Regions from separate parts of the Rattus norvegicus genome. Here region 1 is linked to region 2. The links are chromatin contacts, called in public Hi-C maps. All regions are on one chromosome and are shown on one strand. The core of a region is the stretch at or near the end of the contact, and the rest is flanking DNA. Distances in the headings are between cores, read along the strand shown.

Region 1 (3,594 bases), core at 227-2,726, 140 kb after region 2:
GCGACTTACTCTACCTGGTTTTCCTCCTTTCAGCCAAGCTTAGAGTTTGTCAAATGCCTGACAGTAATTTAATACGTGATGATCGAATGAACCAACATTCCTTCTCAAAGTGTTTTTGAGTGGGCAAAATCTAGATATACTCCATCAATCAGCGACGTTGGGAAATACTCAGCCTCTCTAAGCTTGTCTCTTCCTCTATACAAACGGTCTAATAATACCCCGTTTGTGTAAGGCACTGCAGGCCGTAATGAAGCAATGAGACTTGCTAAACTTGTGAGCTGCAGGTAGCCCAGGGGCTGGCAAGAGCTCCTTATGTACACAGCTCCTCCCACTTCCTTCTGAGTGACAGTTGTTCCCAGAGGGTGTGTGTGTGTGTCTTTATGCCATGCATAGCAAGACTTTCTCCCCGGTCCCAGAGATTTGTTTTTAAGCATTTGCCAGCTCGCCACTGGGTTCAAGACAGGGTGGTTCACAGGTGCTGGTTCAATTCTTCTTTCTTCTAGGAATGGAGGTGTTTGCAGCCAATGTTTGGGCCCCCCTTAAACAGACTGAATGAAAGAGAGCGGAGGGTAAAGAGGCAAGACAGGATTGCAGAAAGCATATTAGCCTCATTTGCACATTAGAAGACTCCCAGCCCAGACACACCAGTTTTCAAGTGGGGATGGGGTTGTCCCGTAATTAACAATACAAGTTCCTTATTTTCATTTATCATTATAACCAAAATGTCCTGTCAGTTTGGCTCAAGTCATTGAAACAAACATTTGACAAAAATGTGTTTAAAACCCAGCAAGAATATATATGATATATATATCAAGAACACATATATCAAGAATATATATACATATATATATGAATGATATATGTGACAAAAAAGAACTGGGATGTACTCATTATAAAAGAAACTGTAAGTAAGAGTTTGACAACGGTTGTCCCCTATCAAAACATTTACAGAACTGTTGGTCTTACTCGATTTGGTTGTTTAAATTTGTTAGGTAAGTAGAGTCCAAAGTGAAGTTAAGTGACTAGATAAATGAAAAGAATCATGAAATCTTCTTCCCCGAGTGTTAACAAGCATCGCCAAGCAGTAGAACCAGTGGGTTAAAATCAATACCGTAGCCACAGCAGTGGCCATCCGCTGCCACGCAAATGTGCCGAGTCATATATCATCTCACTTAATGTACCTGAGATGCTATTCGCCTCCTTTAACACCTGCTTTGCAGACTCGGGGACATTCATGGAGAAAATGGAGGTCACATTCCACAAGCAGTGCTGGGCCCTGTTTCAAAGCTCGTCCACTGCTTGCTTGGATGTTCTTTCTCTTCCTTTCTGTCTACCGTTACCCTGGGCTCTGCAGCCCAGCACCTTTAGTGTTTTCACATTTGAACATACTCCCTAGACTATGCTTCAACATTTAGAGCCCAGTGAATTGCCACGTTAGTCAGGGAGGGGAGGGCAAAAGCTCCAGGAAGCAGTGAGCTCGAATGGTCAGCAGCTCCTGGCTCATGCTGCACCATGACCCAGAGGAGCTGAGCAGAGGCTGCATAATTCCTTTTCCCACTCGCCCAAACCTCAGTAATGATGTAGGATTGGCAAACGGCGTCAAATCTGCTCTTAGCTAAAAACAGCTTTATGAAAAGAGCAGACTAAAAGAATAATACCTCGAGGAGATGAAGATTATATGAAGTCTAAAGTATTTTATTGGCTAGCCATTTGTTTGCGTATTATCTCTGGCTTCTTGCAGAATACTAGCTGACAGAGTAGCTGTCAAAGGCCCCATGGCTCACAAAGGCTAGATATTTATTATATCGCTCATTTCAGAAGAAGCATTGCTATTCCCTGAGCCACGGTATTGAAGCATCTTTCTAAATAAGAATCGCTACTTTCAACTTTCCTACTGATTCTTCACTCAGACCACACCAGTGTGCAGATTTAATTACATTTAATTTTAACTCACTTTCTTCTCTCCCCAGTGGAATATTTTGGAATGTCGGGCATTGTTGCTTTGGTCACAGTAGGCCTGAATTTGGATTCTTTAAGCTTTAAACCGAGGATGGAGTTCATAATTACTAAGTGAGTTTCCCCGATGTGTATCCAGTATGGATTTCAAAGAATTTCAGTACTTAGCCAGCCTTGTCTCTGAGGAGGCGAGTACAATTCTAGTTATTTATATACGTCATCTTTAAGGTTTTAATGTGCCATCAGTGATCAGCATTACTGACAGTCACTCTGGGGAAAGACTCAGTGGTCCAGAGACCATAGTGCGTCCCTCTGGTAGACTTATACTATGGATTGTCAGTTTTTTCCCTTTACATCCACACTTGGGTGACACCATCGTAATGTGTGAAGGAAGAAGGAAGTCAGAGATGCATCACTAGCGAAATTCTTACCTACCCTTCTCACCTGGTGTTAAAAAGATGCCATGTGGATGGGGGTGGGGGTAGGGGTAGGGATAGGGGTAGTTGTGGGTGTGGGTGTTGGGGTGGGGTAGGTGGTGGAACAGTGCCTTCTCAGACGAATGGATTAGGCCTCCTCTCAGAAACCATGCAAAATCACAGACACTAAATTGAAATCTGTCAAAGAAATCCTCATATCAATTGAAAGCAGCTGTGAACTATAAGCCTCCACTCTGACTTTTCCCATGGAAATTCATTCAGTGTAAAGGCTGTTCTGAAAAGACGTCCTTCCTATTTTATTTTAAGACTTTAAATTATCCCATAAAAGATAAATACTGTTGATGGAGGATGGCATTTTTTTTTTTTTTGGTTTTGCAAAATGAAACAAAATTTGCACCTATAACCTGTTCCTTTAATGTGTTTGTGAATGAAGCTTGGAAATACTGGTTTGTATGGCTTACAGATCAGTGTTGCAACTGCACTTGGCTGTCTTTTGAGGAGACAGGTTTTGGGGAAGCCCCAAGAGAGGGAGGGAATGAAGAGGAGGCAGGGCTTGAGATCTGCCTGTAGATGAAGGATCTGGCCCCGACTCATGCAAGCCAGCATGTAGAGAGCATCATAGATTTTCCCAGAAGCAATCCAAGAAAAATTTATTGCTTTCCCTTGCTCTACTGTGCCAGTGCAGCATTGCAGGGACGCAGACGAGGTCATGCCTAACCAGAGTGGTCAGATGGAGAACATTGGAGAAGAACCGGGTTTCCAAGACTTGTAGGCATTCAGCAGATTGGAAAGCAGCCAAAAGAGACTTTCCAAAGTAGGGGGAGGAGCATGTGCAAGTCACAGCAGGAGAAGTGGCAAGGAAGCAATGGGGCATTGTCACCTGTCATCTGAAGGGGCATTGTCACCTGTCATCTGAAGGCACCAGGTGCTTCTTTGCAACCTCCCTTGCTTTGGACTTTTCAGCGGCATCTCCAATACTAGATAAACCACTGGCTAATCCCAGAGAAATGGGTACATCACCAGATTCGGGGGAGGGGGCTTTATTTCTCTGCTTCTCTTTCTGTTGTTTTGTGCGAGGCATCCCATGGGGTTTGGTATGATGAAGCGAATGAGTATCTTAGCCTGACAAAATACCTTTTCATGTTGACTGACTATTACTGAGGCCACAGCTTCTACTGAGATAGCAGGGATAGGCACAAAC
Region 2 (3,422 bases), core at 527-3,026:
CAACAAAGCTACTGAATTCTTTAAAGAGAAGAAAAAAGCAATTTAAATGTCAACGTAAGGATATTCGTAGTTTCTTTAAAAATAATTTTCATTCATAAAATATTAGCTGTTTCGGGTCAATGGGTAAAGTTAATAAATTTTTTTTTTCTTTTTTTTCAGAGCTGGGGACCCAGGGCCTTGTGCTTGCTAGGCAAGCGCTCTACCACTGAGCCAAATCCCCAACCCAAGTTAATAAAAATTTTAAATTATGTGTGCGTTTATGTGTGTGTACCCACAGGAAATCAGAAGACAACTTGTGGGATTCTGTTCTCCATTCACAATGTGGGTCTTGGGAGTGAACTCTGGTACTCAGGCCTGAAGCCATTGAGGCATCTTGCTGGCCTGGTGAAGTTTATGAAACAGCCCAGATTATAAAATATCCCTATTGTGTTTACCTGCAAAAGTGTCAAGGCCCAAGCAAATAACTGCCCCAAAGTAAAATTTTATATTCTGTTTAGAAATATAAACCTTTTACATGACCTAGCACTTGAATGGACATAAAATTGTTAATTATCCGCTTTGTTAAGTGAAGTACAATTTTAGAAATTACCTGTTTGACAGTGCAGTAATTAGTTAGCTTCAATATAAATATAGTTTATAACAATCATTTGGATGTCAGGAAGATTTTATTTAAATTATTTTAGTTTTTCTATTAATAGTGTACATTAAACAGACTATCTATCTTTTTTCATAATCAAGAGGGGGAAAAACTTGATTATAAGTAATCAAGAGAATGAATGACTTGCTATTAAAATGCAGTTAGGATGGGGAAAACAAGCTGTCAAAAACAGCTTGTAGCTGCCTTCACCTGGAACTCTCTGTGAACTCAACGTCAGACTTCTGGAAAGAGAACCCCAGATTGGCTGCTTGGTCTTTCCGATGGGTCTGGATAAACCCCTGCCTAGACGATTTAACCAAGAACCAAGATACATGTTGAAGTCCCGGAATCCGCGCTGCAGGTGTGGTGGTGCTCAAAACTCGGCTTTGGAATACCAGGGAACCCTTAAAATTCTACTTCCCACGCAAATGCATCCAGGCCCTCCTCCGCACAACGTTCAAGTATCTACAAATAGATTGATCTGCAAGGTCTCTAGATCCCGTGGATGAGTGGGTAGGGCAAGCCTTCCTTCAGTGCATCAGTTCCCACTTTAATTAAACAAGGCTGCGCCCCGAAGATACCAAAAGATCCCAAACAGCAGCGCCAGCATCAGAGCGACCCCAGCCGGAAGGCCAGTCACCAGGCGCACGTCCTCCCTTTATTCCCACGTTCCTCGAAGGTGACCGGGGCATAAGCAGAATCATAAGGAGGTACAGCCTCGTGTTTCAACTCTCCCAAACCTGGCGGCCCATCTTGAATTTTTCTGAAAGGTGAAAGCGAGCAAATCCAAAGAACTCTGAGGTTCGAACCCAGGCACAAATCACATCCAGAAGCCCGTCCCTCTGACGCCTTGCGAGCGCCAAAGTTATGCAAGGATTTCGGCCAATCAGAGCGAGGGTTCCTCCGCCTTGTTTATTGTGGGCGGAAGTTTGCGAGAAAGTTTCGTACCGGTTGGAAAACGGAAGAACTACGCGGCGCAATAGGGAATTTGAGGCTATAGGTTAAAGTCTCCAAGCCTTGCCCTCAGTTAAAATGGCGACTTCAGTTGCTAATTTACGTGAAATCGGCGGGCTACGGGAGAGGCTTTCCGGGTCAGCCGCAGGGCAAGTCGGGAAATGATTTTAAACTGGAGGGCGTGGCGAGTGTGGAGTTGCGCCTTTGCGAACGGAGGTTTCAAGCCTACTTATGGTCTCAGGAGAGCTCCGGAGAAGGGTCTTGGGGACTCCCGGTCTTTCGTGGGCCGACGCCAGCCTCCGAAGACTGAAGGTCGCAGAGCCGGGCTGCTTGGGAAGCGAACCTGTCTCTCCCAGGGTGAAGTTGCTGGTGCTGCTCGCGCCCGAGGGAAGCTAGGTTCCCTTCAGGGATCCTTATGTCTCTTCTGAACCCACCTGGCATTGCTTCGGCTCTCTCTTAGCCGTCATTTCGGCCGCTTTCTTTCTTCTTCTTAAAAAGCCAAAACCTTTCGTCTCGACGTGGTCTTGGAGCCAAACTTGAAGAATGATTCGTGAATCCGGAATGGACGACAGTGTCATTACGACATAATTTTGGTAAGAGGTTTTGTGCTGTTGTCTTTGCAATGCTTTTGTGTGTTTAGATGGGTACAGACGGAAGTTAACGTTCCAGTGAGCGTTGGTATGGGGGCAGTGGGTTGACTGACTTTTGTGGCAATATTGCAGTGATTAACTCAGGGACTTTCTTCAGGGACTAACCACAAGGAAAACTACCGAGTTTCAGTTGTGTGTTAGGAACTGAGTACAAGAGAATTTGACGAGAGATGTAGTTCTGTGGATACTAGAAAGTTGCTGATAGGGATCGTTTGCCGCAGGCATAAGATTCAAAGGAGGTGCAGACTTGAGAAATACTTAGAACCTTTCCCTCCAGTCAGCTGGCAACGTAGTAGCTTATTTAATGGGGTCGTTTGAGGCGTGAACAGTAGTATCAGATGTGTCCCAGCACTAGAGAGGTTGAGACAAGAGGATTGCCGTGAGTTTTAGGCTAACCTGGGCTAGACAGAGAGACTATCACTCGATGTAAACAAAACACCCCCAAACAAAGGCTTAATATTTGTCAAGTGCGGACAAACACGCCTGGAAAGTAATGTATACTTAGCAATTATTGTCCCGGTTAGCATACTTTAAGGGAAATTCTGTATAAACAGAACTGATGAAGACTCCTATCTAAATAGTAAACAAGTGGGGAGGAGAGTGGGAAGAGGTGGCGGCAGCAGGAAGATGCTGCTTTCTGAAGTAAAGTTCAATTGATGGAAGTTCAATTTTTAACAGAGGGGTTCAGGTAAGTGGGGTGGACCTACATGGCTGCTACAGACAAAAAGAACATGTAAAGAGTCAAAAATAATAAAACGACTAGGAGTTCTTCTACCAAACCCGAGACTGCTCTGATGAGAAGGCCAAGGTGTCCCTAAAGATAAAGAAGCCTTCCAGAAAGTTGGCCTGGGACCTCCACAGGCACAAGTCAAAGGAGCTGCAGCTTTTCCTGAGCCCCACTGAAGGTCTCTCTGTAAGTCCTGGAAGCAGGCAGAAAGCAACGAGAAAGGACAAGACAGAGCCACGAATCTAAATCCAGTGAAGTGCACATTAATGGGAGACTCACCAGGAGTGTGGCCAAGGCTCACATCATGGAAATACTTTATGCCTTTGGGAAAATGAAAAATGCTTTTTTAAATGTTGCATCCCTGTCTGCGGTGCCCTTTATTTTATTTTTTAATACTTCTATCTCTGTGTGATCATGTATTGTGGGGTGGGTACAGTGGTCAGAGGACAAGTTG

The links. Hi-C and Micro-C count contacts between places; a contact is called where the count stands out from the background.
Region 1: a contact with region 2 is called in a Hi-C map of the A7r5 cell line, with 2.5 times the contacts expected there. The contact joins the enhancer-like site here to the promoter of Cenpl in region 2. A contact is called at or near these places in 5 of 12 Hi-C or Micro-C datasets (the A7r5 cell line, frontal cortex, hepatocytes and 2 more).

What each region holds. Positions count from the first base shown.
Region 1 is chr13:76,008,440-76,012,033 of GRCr8, forward strand. It overlaps Slc9c2 (solute carrier family 9, member C2 (putative)), which reads left to right. Exons shown (of 29, transcript NM_001402392.1): 8 at 1,971-2,070. Among named protein-coding and RNA genes, the nearest start is that of Slc9c2, 25 kb to the left of the region's middle. Within about 2 kb of position 1,477, at least 2 of the 93 cell types and tissues checked have an H3K27ac peak or open chromatin away from gene starts, as enhancers often do. A contact at or near this core is called in the A7r5 cell line, where this site is marked.
Region 2 is chr13:75,868,827-75,872,248 of GRCr8, forward strand. It overlaps Cenpl (centromere protein L), which reads left to right and starts at 1,777. Exons shown (of 5, transcript NM_001244761.1): 1 at 1,777-2,184. Dars2 (aspartyl-tRNA synthetase 2 (mitochondrial)) reads right to left here and starts at 1,078. Exons shown (of 17, transcript NM_001034143.1): 1 at 848-1,078; 2 at 1-18. The coding sequence starts at 971.